Regions from separate parts of the Mus musculus genome. Here region 1 is linked to region 2. Evidence: chromatin contacts called from public HiChIP or PLAC-seq data. All regions are on one chromosome and are shown on one strand. Each heading gives the region's core, a stretch centred on a gene start, on an enhancer-like site or on the middle of the called end of the contact. The rest is flanking DNA. Distances are from core to core; before and after follow the strand shown.

Evidence for each region. HiChIP or PLAC-seq counts read pairs in DNA pulled down with a chosen protein or histone mark.
Region 1: a contact with region 2 is called in an H3K27ac HiChIP or PLAC-seq map of VIP interneurons, with 5 times the contacts expected there. The contact joins two enhancer-like sites. A contact is called at or near these places in 3 of 115 datasets of contacts at active chromatin or transcription factors (VIP interneurons, astrocytes and embryonic basal ganglia).

Annotation. Positions count from the first base shown.
Region 1 is chr7:111,732,992-111,739,405 of GRCm38.p6, forward strand. The region is part of intron 1 of Galnt18 (polypeptide N-acetylgalactosaminyltransferase 18); the gene reads right to left. Among named protein-coding and RNA genes, the nearest start is that of Galnt18, 44 kb to the right of the region's middle. Within about 2 kb of position 3,575, at least 14 of the 459 cell types and tissues checked have an H3K27ac peak or open chromatin away from gene starts, as enhancers often do. A contact at or near this core is called in VIP interneurons, where this site is marked.
Region 2 is chr7:111,296,934-111,303,448 of GRCm38.p6, forward strand. No RefSeq gene overlaps it. Among named protein-coding and RNA genes, the nearest start is that of Gm33145, 15 kb to the left of the region's middle. Within about 2 kb of position 5,043, at least 27 of the 459 cell types and tissues checked have an H3K27ac peak or open chromatin away from gene starts, as enhancers often do. A contact at or near this core is called in VIP interneurons, where this site is marked.

The sequences.
Region 1 (6,414 bases), core at 2,325-4,824, 430 kb after region 2:
ATGATGACTTCAACATGTCTTTTGTACAACAAATGAATTTAGTTCTCATGTTTTGGGATTTGTGCCCTGTGTTTTCTTTTTACATGAGACTTTGGCATTGACCTGACCTCACATTCTCCCATCCTACCCAGAACCTAGTACACCATATATGTTAAACAACAAATATTATGAAGAGGAAGGGGGAAGGGGAATAGGGAAGGGAGAAAGGAAAGGATGGAGACATTTTACAAGTGAGTTTCATATGTATTCCATCAACTACTGTAGAGAAACAAAAAAGAAATATCAATATGGCCATTTTGAGGAAGCAACCTTTTCAAATATTTCTATAACATATATGATCATATCTACCATGTATATTGACAATCATAACTACATATGTAGAAAAGACATACAGTGTTCCTATTGCAATGCATTTTCACGAGACCTGGCCCGTGTTTCACTGGAGAAGAACCTAGTTCAGAGAGTCAACTGAAGTACTTAGCCTGCTATGGTTTGAATTTGCCCCCCAAAGTTCATGTACCATGAACTTAATCCCAAATCTCCAAGGCAAGAATTTGGGAGATAATTAGAATGAAATGAAATCATGAAGGTGGCAGCCCGAAACGTTGTGGCAATAGTGACTTTATAACAAGAGACCTGAGCTAGCACACTTGATCTTTTCGGCCCAGAAACCCTCTAACATGCTATGGTACAGCAAGAAGACCCTGACAAAATTCCAAGCAGATGTGGCTCATGTTCTTGGGCTCCACAGGCTCTAGAACTATCATCCAGGTAAAATTCTATTCCTTACTAATAAGCAAGCCTCAAGTAATTTGTGATAGGAACAGAAGCAGAATAAGTTGTAGCCCAAGGTTACATGTAAAAACATAAAAGACATTCAAGCTCATTCTCTGAACCGTAATGCTGACTGATCTCCATCTATAGAAATCCAGGAATGCAGAAGCAACCTAACATAGCTTAAAGCCTTGGGGTACTTGAGTGTACTGGCTACCCTCTCTAGACAGCACAGTCTTCCCGGCATAACTACATTGGGTCAGTTCAAGGGCACAGATTCCAGTATCAGTTCTTGGGTTTACCCCCACCCCTACCCCTGCTCATTAAAATATGGTTCCATGTATAACCTCATCCTGGCTTCAGTCTAGGGTCTGGATTAATTTAGAGAAAAACCTAAACGTAAGATGACCATATTCAACTCAGTTGCCAAAAAGATGAGTTACAAAAGGCTGTGCTAAGCAGATGCCACTAGAAGAGAGGATAGTGGGTAGGAGAGGGAAGGAGCCCAGTAAACACCCGCCAAGGTGCAGCGACATTCTTGTGTCATACCAAGCACTCTGAAAGTGTGGCATTCCTCTGCATCTCACAGTGACCATCTGAAAGACATCAGTATTCCAAACTACCAAGAAGAACCCTTGGACCTCCATTAGAAAGATTAAAGAATGTGTTTGGTGCAGACCAAAAACAAATCTCAGATTATAGAAGTTGTCAAACTATCTTGACTGCCAACTGGACTATCAGCTTGAGGCAAGAACTCACTCATCCTATTTGCTCTCATGATGGTAAATCTTTTCTTTTAAGATTTATTATGTATTTATTTATTTATTTTTGTGTTTGAGTGTATATATGTGCACCATGTGCATGCAGAGGCCTCAAGAGGCCAGAAGAAGGTATAAGGCCCCCTAAAGCTGGAGTTGTAGGGAGCTGTAAGCTGTACAGCATGTATCTGGGAACTGAACTTGGATCTCCTAGAACAGTATCAAGTGCTCTTAACCACTGAGCTATCTCTAGAGCCTGGCATGGACCTTTGAGCTCTATATGCACATTCACACACATGTACATAAACACCCTGGAGGGCAAGAAAAAAATTAGAAAAGAAAATGTAGCATTTCACAGACACAGAAGGTCAAAGACCAGAGATAACCTAACCTGGAAAGACTAACCAAGCCTCAAAACCAGGCTATGACCTTTTGTTATAACCCTTCAAATTGTCCCCAAAAGTAAGGACCTTCTGAATGGCTCTCAAGGGAATGATTTTCTGGTCAACACTGCCTGGGGGCAAGACAGAGACTGCAAGTATATGGGTGGATCCTGATGGAGGACTCTGTGATGCCCCAGAATGTATCTGAACTGTGAGGCAGATAACATCCTAACTATGGAATGAGGAACAAAGAGAAAGGCAGGCCAGTAAACCTCAGCAGTCACCATTGTGCAAAGGTCCAGGGAAGATGCATCTGCAAGTTACCGGCCAGGAGGAGACAGGAAGAAAATTCAGACTCTACACCAAAGGCTAACTAACCCTTTTCCATGCCAGCACTCCCCCCAGACTCTCCTTCTGAGTGAGAGAACACTGACCCAGTGTTCAGCTTTCCTGTGGGGAGAAGAAACTTTAATTACAAAGCTAATTGCAGATTGAGTGCACCTGGTAGTGTGTGTGTGTGTGTGTGTGTGTGTGTGTGTCTGTGTGTGTCTGTGTGTGTCTGTGTGTGTCTGTGTGTGTGTGTGTGCATGTGGTATATGTGTGTGTGTTTGTGTGTGTGTATGTGTGTGTGTCTGTGTGTGTTTGTCTGTGTGTCTGTGTGTGTGTCTGTCTGTGTGTCTGTGTGTGTATGTGCGTGTGTCTGTGTGTGTTTGTCTGTGCGTCTGTGTGTGTGTCTGTGTGTGTGTATGTGTGTGTCTGTGTTTGTGTGTGTGTGTTTGTCTGTGTGTCTGTGTGTGTCTGTGTGTGTGTCTGTGTGTGTATGTGTGTGTGTGTCTGTGTGTGTGTCTGTGTGTGTGTCTGTGTGTCTGTGTGTCTGTGTGTGTGTGTGTCTGTGTCTGTGTGTGTGTCTGTGTGTGTGTATGTGTCTGTGTGTGTGTGCATGTGGTATATGTGTGTGTGTGTCTGTGTGTGCATGTGGTATATGTGTGTGTGTGTCTGTGTGTGTGTGTGTGTGTGTGTGTGTGTCTGTGTTAGCCTTGAGTCAATTAAGAAGAGGCTCCTTTTCATCCATTCTTTCACCAAGATTCTAAGCTTTTAAAGAAAGAAAAGGAAGATGACAAAAAGCAACAAGGTGTCTTGGGAACAGAGCCTCTCCTGGAGTAAGGAGGTGAGGGGGTGTCAGTGTTGTATGTTACAAGCAGGTATGGGCTTCCTATGTGTAAGACCAACAGGAAGCTTGGGCCCTCACCTTCCTACAGGATTCCTGCTGCTCTCACCAGGTTACATGTGGGGCAAAGAAAGAGAATTGTAGGCCCAGACGAGCTTCCTCCCAGCAACTGTTCCCTACAAACGCTTGGTGATATTTTGTACCTGCTTAGAATTTTGTGGGGCTGTATCAGTAGCAAAGAACCTGAGGCTTGGTGTGGCCCACCCAAAAGGACAGGGACATTGTGTGCCCTCCAATTGCAGGAAGGAAGGAAATGGGGATGGGAGGGAGAGGGAAGAGGAGGAAGGGAGGAAATAGACACGGCCACTTCTGGAGCTGTGCTCACAGAATGGCAGTCTGGCTTTCCTGGCCAGCAGCATCCCAGCAGATATGTGGGGCTGACTAGGAACTGGCTGTAGGCAGACACAAAGCCAGCAGGGAAAAGATGGAGTCTGGGCACACTGTTGGCCAAGTGACAACGATGGCAGAGAAAGCATTCATTCCTGCTGGGCACCCTGGTCTGCTCACAGCTGGTTTCAGTGAATGCTGGTTGAGGGCCAGCTATCTCCATTTATCTGTGTTAGTCCATTTTTGTTACCATAACAGAAAACGTGGGGTTGGGAGGCACTTCTAAAGAAGACTACTAAGATCACAGTTTTGATGGCTATGTAATCTAAAAGGATGATACTGCTCTGGTGAGGAACCCTGGGCTGTACTTCCTCCTATCACATGGTCGTGAGACAGCATACATGCAAACAGAGAAGATAAATGGCCAGATAGGAATATAGAAGCATGGGGCAGGGGGCGGGAGGCAGTAAGGACCTCCTCAACCGCTGTCCTGACAACCTGACCTCCAGCACAGGAAACCTTTAGGGTACAGTCACAGCATAGCCAAACCAGGACACTTTTTCTCCAAATGTGACCAGGTTTACAGATGACAAGCTGTCAGCAGTCTTAGCTCCCTCATCTCAAAGAGTGTTCTCCAAGGGCTGAAGGGATAGCAGATCAGCCAGTAAAGCATTTGCTATGTAAGCATGAGGTTCTAAGTTCTGACTTCCACTATACACATAAAAAGCTGAATCCTTAATCATACCGTATCTGGAGCAACAAATACAGGTGACCGCCTAGCGCTCACTGGCCAGACAGCCTAGTCAAGTCGGTGGGCTCCAGGTTCAGTGAGAGACCATGACTCAAAAATAATGTGGAGAGCGATAAAGGCAGATCCAAGTCACACACACACACCACCTCTACAAGCATCCATCTTCCTCACACGCCAACACAAACACTTCATCCACCACATGCACACTAACTTTAAAACTATAATAAAAAGCAATTTTCAAAGAGTAGTTTCCAAATTGGGTTGAGCCGTGTGATGTCTGTCACAAATACTTATGTGAATCCCAATAAGTTAAGCAGACAGGGCAGAGCTTTCCCACACGAGCCAAGCTGAGGGTGGATCGGTCTCCACCTCCCACCCATCAGGCCTCCAACTTGGGAGGCTGCCAGAATTCTCCATGGACGCTGGGCAGAATCAGAAACTACACAGATGAGGGCTCTGCAGCTGACACCCGGAGCCCCAGGCAGAAGGACAGCAGGAAGGTACATCTGATTAAGATCAATTGATGCTATGTCCTTTCTAAATAAACCACCAAGCTCATTCCTACGTGCTCAGAGGCCGTGCCAATAAATGATTGGACAAATCAATTCAGTAAGCCTGGATTACCAGAACTGGTCCACATTTATCCCAGTCCCAGTGAGGACAAAACCTGGAACATTGGGAGACAGGACCATAGAGGATGTGGTTTCAGCAGGCTAGGTCTGCACCATGGTGAACTGGGTTGTGACTTGGAGGTCTCAGTTATGAAGTGTCTTCACAGGCTCTGACAACTCAACAAAAGATTTTGCCAGCCCTCAGCATAGAGGGTTTCCTGTGGGTTTGAATGCACAGCCAGAGAGAGGGGTCTATAGATGACGGGCAGTTCTGTATCTTGCAGCTTTAGGCAAAAGAGAGAGGGGAAGGGAGAGGAAGAAAGGGAGAGAGGAAGAGAAGGAGAGGGGGGTAGAGGGAGAGGAAGAGTGGGAGACGGAGATAGAGAAAGAGGAAGAGGAAGAGGAGCTAAAGGTAGGACAGACAGCAGACAGACAGTTATCTCTGCATAGCAGAGGCTTCTATGTAACAGAGTAGCCTCAGCCTCGTTGTCCACTTCACAGAGAGGCCCAAGCATTTAGGGACCAGATTTTCTAGGCTGTTCCCAGATACAAGCCTTCTGTGCAGGCACCAGCATACCCACAACTGCTCTTGGTCACCAGTGCAGAGGAAAGTGCTACCCTCTTCATCCTCTAACCAGGTCTCTTCCTAACAGAACTATCCCAAGACACATCAGAATACTCCAGGCTTTCATGGGTCTCTGCTCGGGGTGTTCCCTCTGCTTGGAGCCCTTCCCTCTATTGTTCTTCTACTGAACTCACTCACGTTCTAGTCCAAGTGGCCACAGTGCTATGATCAGGCTGCTCAGCCATTGACCTACACATAACTGAGACCTCCCCACAGGAATAGCAGTCAAGATACTTGACAGCTGAAAGAGATAGGCACCACCCAGGCAGAACGCCTGGCCAGCAGGAACATGCTGCTACAGTTAGCCAATATGCCACACTAACAGTTTCTGTGACTATTGTCCCATGGCACCTGCCACCCCAACCCCTGCCAGCATGGCTTGTCAACCTGGGTTCAACAGGAATTAGGGTACAGATGAGCAACTCTTCCTGATCATCAGCATCACCATGCCATGGGACCAGGGGGTGTTGCTACACTGCCCTGAGCAAGGCCGTTGTGAACTCCATGTGGCCGTTCTCCTCCGCCAGCTCCAGGACATGCTAGTGAATTGACCCCAATGCATCATCCTCCCAGCATCGTTTGGAGCCTGTTTCCCAGCTCTCCGCAGCCCTGAAAAGAAGGCAGTGTGTGCTGAAGACAATTTATGTTCTGTCTATCTTTTTTCTCTTGCTCATGCCCCAAGAGAAGCAGGCTTGCTGTGTCCCAGCTGTGACAGCCAGAGGAGCCTCATCTGTCTGAGTTGATCAAAGACACAGGACAGAAGCACCCCAAGGCTGAGCAAAGTGCAGGGCTGGAGTGCTGGCCCAGGGGACATTAGTGCTGGCCCAGGGGACACTAAGCACAGGGCTGAGTGGGGAGTCAGGGCAAGAGGCTGGACTCAGAAATATAAAATCACGCTGGTTCTAACTTAAACCGTGAGTTCATTTCCATCTGGGTTGCAAACAGCCCTTAGCCAAA
Region 2 (6,515 bases), core at 3,793-6,292:
TTGTGTCTCTGATCTCCATTGACCCCGAGTCTTGTCCAGATTAGTTACACCTGCTGGAGGCAAGGCTCCCAAGGAGGTTGCCTAATTCACCATGGATGAAAGCTGCTTTTCCTGCTTGGCCTTCATGCACCTTTGATCTATCTTTGCTTTCTTTTCTTCAAGTACTTTATGCTTCTTCCCTTTTCCTTCAGTTTCCATGGAGATTGCCATATGCTGGCACATGTACAACATGTACCTGTACCAACCCCTTCTTAGGCAGAATTGGAAGCTCCTGTGACTCACTGAGTAATGCCCAGCACACAGCAGGTGCCTAGTAAATGCCAGTCCTCATGACCCATTTCTGTTCCCACCTGCTCCAGTTGATTGCGAAACTTCCCAGAAAAATATGGGACATTTTTACATTATTACTAAGTTTCTAAATCTGATCAGTGTGTGGGGCCAGCAGCTGGGTTTCCATGCCTGCATACCAATGAGGCCTCGCCTGGAGCAGAATAGCATGTGCCCATAAACCATGACCTCTATTATCCAGGGAGTCAGGCAGCAATGGCAGCTGCCCCTATACACATCCTTCCATCCCCATTGTGGGGATGGCAGAGGCAGGCAACACGAAGTGCTAGCAAATACTTTCTATAGTGTTGTGCATGGAACATACTTGTTCTATTCTTTCCAGCTGGGATGGGCTTTTTTTTTTCCAATTAAAAATTAAAATAGCTGCTGAATTTATATTCATTTCCTGAACCCACGATTCACGCTCCATTTCTCACAGCAGCCGGCACTATCTCCAAGCTCATCTTCTTACATCAACTTTTGGAAACAGCAGCTTAAAAATCAGCACGGTTAAAAATGGCTCCCTTATGCCAGAGAACAGGAGAATCAGGTTGAGGAGAGCAGGAGGAGGCCATGTAGCTCCATCGCTTTCCTAGGGAACAGAGACCAAAGACCGTCTCCACTACTACCCTGTGCTTTCTCTGGCTCAGCTTTAGGGTGGGGGCACAGTTGTTTCAGTTTGCATTTTAGAATCATCTTTATAAGTAGCTACGTTTTGTATCTTCCTATTGTACATTTTGTAATCCCTCCTATTGTGTGTGTATGTGTGTGTGTGTGTAGGTCGGAGGGTGATACTGGATGCTTTCCTTAGTTGCTCTCCACCTTGGTTTTGAGACAAGGTCTCATCCATCCAGAGATTGCTTAGCTAGCCTGACTAGCCAGTGAACCTTTGGGATCTGCCGTTTGGTCCCTAGAACCCGGAGGTCACAGATACATGCTGCAGGATGCTGGGGATCTGAACGCAGCCCCCCATGCTTGCAGAGCAAGCACTTTATTTATTGAGCCATCTCCCCACCCCATTCCCATCCAAATTCTTAGTTCTGTTCTGTGAACCCATGTGGATTAAGTCTTTCACAACACAGTTCTTTGAAGATGCCTCTATTGCTCTCTGGAAAGTTGAGTTGTGTTATCCAAAAAGGTTTATTGAAATCTTTACTTCCAGGACCTTAGGGTGTGCTATCTCTTGTGAGGCTATGCCAGTGCCCGGCAAATACAGAAGTGGATGCTCACAGTCATCTACTGGATGGAACACAGGGCCCCTAAGAAGGAGCTAGAGAAAGTACCCAAGGAGCTAAAGGGGTCTGCAACCCTATAGGTAGAACAACAATATGAACTAACAGTATCTCTCAGAGCTTGTGTCTCTAGTTGCATATGTAGCAGAGGATGGCCTAGTCGGCCATCAATGGGAGGAGAGGTCCTTGGTCTTTTGAAGATTATATGCCCCAGTACAGGGGAATGCCAGGGCCAGGAAGCAGGGGTGGGTGGGTTGGGGAGCAGGGCGGGGGGAGGGTATAGGGGGCTTTCGGAGAGGAAACTAGGAAAGGGGGTAGCATTTGAAACATGAATGAAGAAAATATCTAATAAAAAATGAAATAGATTAAAAAGAAAAGAAAAGAAAAGAAATCTTAACTTCCAGGACCTTAGGGTGTGCCCTTGTTGGAAAATCAGCTCTTTACAAACACACTGAGTTTACATGGGGCCACGCTAATGTAGGCTTGGCTCTTAGTCAAATATGTCTGGTTGTCCTTCTAATGAGACACACAGACACACAGAAGGAGCAGGCAGAAATCAGTGGTGCTCACAACGCAAGGAATGCTTGTGACCACCAGAAGCAAGAGAACCAAGGAATGACCTTCCCCTGGAGTCTGGGGAGGGGGCACAGCTCCATGAACAACGGTTTTATTTCTGACTTCCAGAAGTGTGAGAGGACACATTTCTCTTGTTTTAAACAAGCTAGCGTGTAACACTTAATAATGCCCCCCCCACCGACTAATACATCTTCAGCCTTCTCTAGGCACCTTCCTTCCTTCCTTCCTTCTTCCTTCCTTCCTTCCTTCCTTCCTTCCTTCCTTCCTTCCTCCCTCCCTCCCTCCCTCCCCCCTCCCTCTTTCTTTCTTTCTTTCTTTCTTTCTTTCTTTCTTTCTTTCTTTCTTTCTTTCTTTCTTTTTGGTTTTTTGAGACAGTGTTTCTCTGTGTAGCTCACTGTCCTTGCTATCCTGGAACTCACTTTGTAGACCAGGCTGGCCTTGAACTCAGAAATCCACCTGCCTCTGCCTCCCAAGTGTTGGGATTAAAGATGTGTGCCACCACTGCCCGGCTTCTGGGCATATTTCAAACCCCAGCACATGGTCGTGGTGATTCTCAAGTCAGCATATTTTGTATGGCTTAATTTCTTTCCTCTGCTGTAGGTTCTGTGCCTCAGTATCCAGATCTTTCTCAGCAGCTTCAAGCTCCCACTGAGTTGATGGGCAGTTTCCCAAGAGCACTGTTGCCAAACCCGCACCTCTCATTGTCTGGCACGATGGTTCTAGTACCATGTCTCAATACAATGGCCACTTTTCTCTGGCCTCTTCAGATACTTTGAATTCTAAATTCTTCACATGTTATCCACTTCTCTCCAAACTTTGAATGTTTCATTAACTTGTTCATCACGGGCTGCAGACAGAGAACCCTGACCTGTTGTCAGACATTCTCCGTGGACTTGCCGTATACAACTCCTCGCTGTAGACACAGACACTGAGTTCCTGGAATTTGTTGAGCATCAGTCCAGACTCTTAGGGTTTGGAGATGAATAAAGAGAAGCATTGTCTTCATGGAGAAACCAAAAGAAAAAAAAAATTTCACACGAGTCATCCCCTGGGATATTTGTAGATTGACCTGTGGGTACCAGCTTCCTGTAGATCTTCCATCTGATTATGTAAGCTTGTTATTAACTTTCAGAAGCCTGCTGAATAGTCCCTGACTTAATAGTTAATATAAGGTTGCCCTTTCCAGCAAGGACTGTGGATTCTCCTTGTTCTTGCCTCTTACTGGTGTCTGTGGCATTTAGTCACTTTTCTTTACTTTTGAGCTAATGAAGTTCAACGTAACTTAAGGTTTGGATGGTGGGTGAGAGACCAATGGGAGACAGCTCTAAGCAGATGGGTTGAGTCAAGAATTGGGAAGGAGGGGCTGGTGAGAGGGCTCAGTGAGCCAAGGCACGTGCTGCTAAGTCTGATGACCCGAGTTCAACCTCCAGGACCCACATGGTAGAACCATTTCATGCACATTATCCTCTGGCCTCCACACACACCATGACACGGATATGCTTCCTCTAAGCAAGCAAACAAACAAGTAAAGATAAATATATATTTAAAAAAAAAAGAATTGGAAAGGAGGGAAATGACCTGACATTGGACCTTGAGACCTTGAAACAAGATCAGCCATGGGTGTGTGCAATGGAGAAAATGAAGATGGGAAGAAAAGACAAAGCTTGCTCATTAAGGAAGAGTAAGGAGTGAGGCTGCAGGAGAGAAGCCTGGAGGAGCTAAGACTTGCATTCATATACCTGTGCATTTAGATGTGCCTCTTTCCTCCGTCTCTTCAAGGGCTAGCAAGATTGGCTCTAAGGGACCTAGAGGGGCTGAGATGAGGCCATTGGGCTGCAGCGTGTCCAGCCCTTCAGTGGACATGGCTGTTGTAACCTGTGACACAGATCTGTTTTCATGGCAGCTGTACTTCTGTTTGTCACTCTCATGTACTATCCTGTTTCCAACTGCTATAGTTTGAATATGAAGTGTCCCCATAGGCTCCTGCATTTGGACATCTGTAATCTAGATCTATAGATGATTTAAAACTATCAGCAGTGTGTGTGTGTGTGTGTGTGTGTGTGTGTGTGTGTGTGTGTGTGTATGTAGATTCCTTCCTATGGAATAAAGTATAAAGTGCTCATAAAATATAGACTAGGTATTCAGATGGGCTGATCCTCATTATCATCCCCCTCTGACTCTGGGCCAGCATCAAGGCCTATCCTAGCAACAAGACTCCTGGGTGTGATGGAGGAAGTAAGGTGGTGGTCATGCCGCGATTATCCTGCCACTTGCCACGTGTTTCCTAAGCATTTTCCTCTCTTCTCTCTATTCCAAGTCTCACTCCTGTCCCTTCATTATTTAGACTGGACTGTCAACAGCATTCTTCAGCCTTGGTCTTGCTTCATTTCTCATAGATCATGTCACTGTGACCTTACTAAAATATACATATAACATTGCCTGTCTAAAATCTTTCAGAAGCTCTCCATCTTTTTTTTTTTTTTAAAGAAACAATTGCACTTCCCTTGCTCACCCACTACAGCTCATTGTGGACCTTCCAGATCTGCCTCTCTACCTCTCGTGTGCCTTTTGTATTCCATCACGCCGTAGCCTGAGGTTCTGTTGCTCAAATCCATAATTCCTTTCCCTCCATGGATGCCAGGGAAGCCCTTACTCCTGTTCCAAGCACATTGTGGGTATCACCTTCGCAGGAAGCCCGCTTTGGCAGCAACCTCTGCTTCTGCCTCAGAGTGAATCGCTTTCTCTTCTGCATTTACAGGATTCTATTGTTCTACTTACCATGCTGTACTAGAATCTCTTTTTAAACATTTCTTTCTCTCTTGCTAATTTGCATGCACAGGCAGAACGGGAACTATTTGTTATGCGTGTTCCCATCTCTAGCGTTCGCCAGCCGAGCTTCGCCTTTATCGAGTGAGTGAATGGATAAGGAAACGACGGAGATGAACGAACCCACTACGCACTGGGCACTGTGCTAAATGCTCTCCACGGACGCATCCCATTTAGTTCTCATACCTGGAGGATCAGGAAGAGGGGGCAGAGGGAAGATCAAACACCTTTCTTAAACAGGGTCTTATAACAACACAGTGGGACTGAGATCTGGGGACTGGGATGTGGGCCCGGGTTTGTCTAATTCTGGAGCCCTTGCTGTTTGCACTGAGTTAACAGAAGGAAGAAACAGCAGAGACAGATTCTAGCTAAATAAAAACATCATTCTTAAAAGGACCAGTGCTGTCCAAAAAGGAAATGGGTTACCCCAGAGTTCCTCGTCATCAGAGTAGGAACAGCCAATGCATGGGAGAAACACCCAGAGGGATGATACATGTAATTTTCTAAAAGTGAAGAACAACCATTTGCATGCTAATAGGAAATGAATGTATGTCAGAGATTTCATTCTTATTCAGTGCTAATCAAAGAGAGGAAGGAAATTCTTAAGACGTCGGAAGCTCAAGTGACTGGTAATTCTCATGGTGCCCTTCTCCAAGGTCGTATAAACAGTAAACAACTTCTAGGGGTAGGCTCTTTGGTAGAGCTGTCTACGAGTTGGCCAGGGAGTTCCGGGAAGCAGCTCTCACAATATTTTATTCAGGCTGGGTTGGGGCTTTTTGTGCAGCAGATGCCTGGAAGTTATACCCAGTACACACTGGCTCACAGAGCCAGACTTGGGTGGAATTGGTTTGTCAACAGTGCCTTATCTGGGAGAATAGATAGTTATTCATATTCACCTCAGGAGAAATCAGTAGAGCGTATTAGTCAGTTAGTGAGAAAGCCAGTAAGCTGTTAAAATCAGCACATAGAACATTTAATAATTAGACTTTTTTTTTTTTATTTGAGGGGGCTGGGGATGCTAGGAGATATTGCTGGGCTAAATGCAAAATGGATTAATGGCCACCAGTCCCTTAGATATAACTTATGGGTTGTCATATTTGCCAGATAAGATCACTTCTATCTCTTGTGGGTAATGTAAAATGTAAAAGGTTTGAATGATTCTTGTCAGAGCTGTTCTCTTGCCTCAGAGCTAGAACCAGCTGCTTCAGGACATGGCTGGAGGCTGGGATAGAGGAAGGCCACTGTCACAGAGAATCCTCCCATGTTCTTTGTCATTACAAGGGGGCACTCTCCTTCTATCCTGATGGTGTAGAAAAAGGTAGGGGAGAAGGCCTGGGTCAGAGTTGGGGTTACAACAACTGAGTTAGAATGTACCAGGGGTGAGAGGGCAGCTTTAGAGTCTCATAATAAACACAACCCGTTACTGAGGTTCTGTAGAGATGGCTCATCGGGTAAGAGTATCTGCTGCTCTTCCAGAGACCTTAGTTTGATTCTCAGCACCCATGTGACAGCACACAACCACCTATAACTCCAGTTCTAGGGCACCTAATGCCC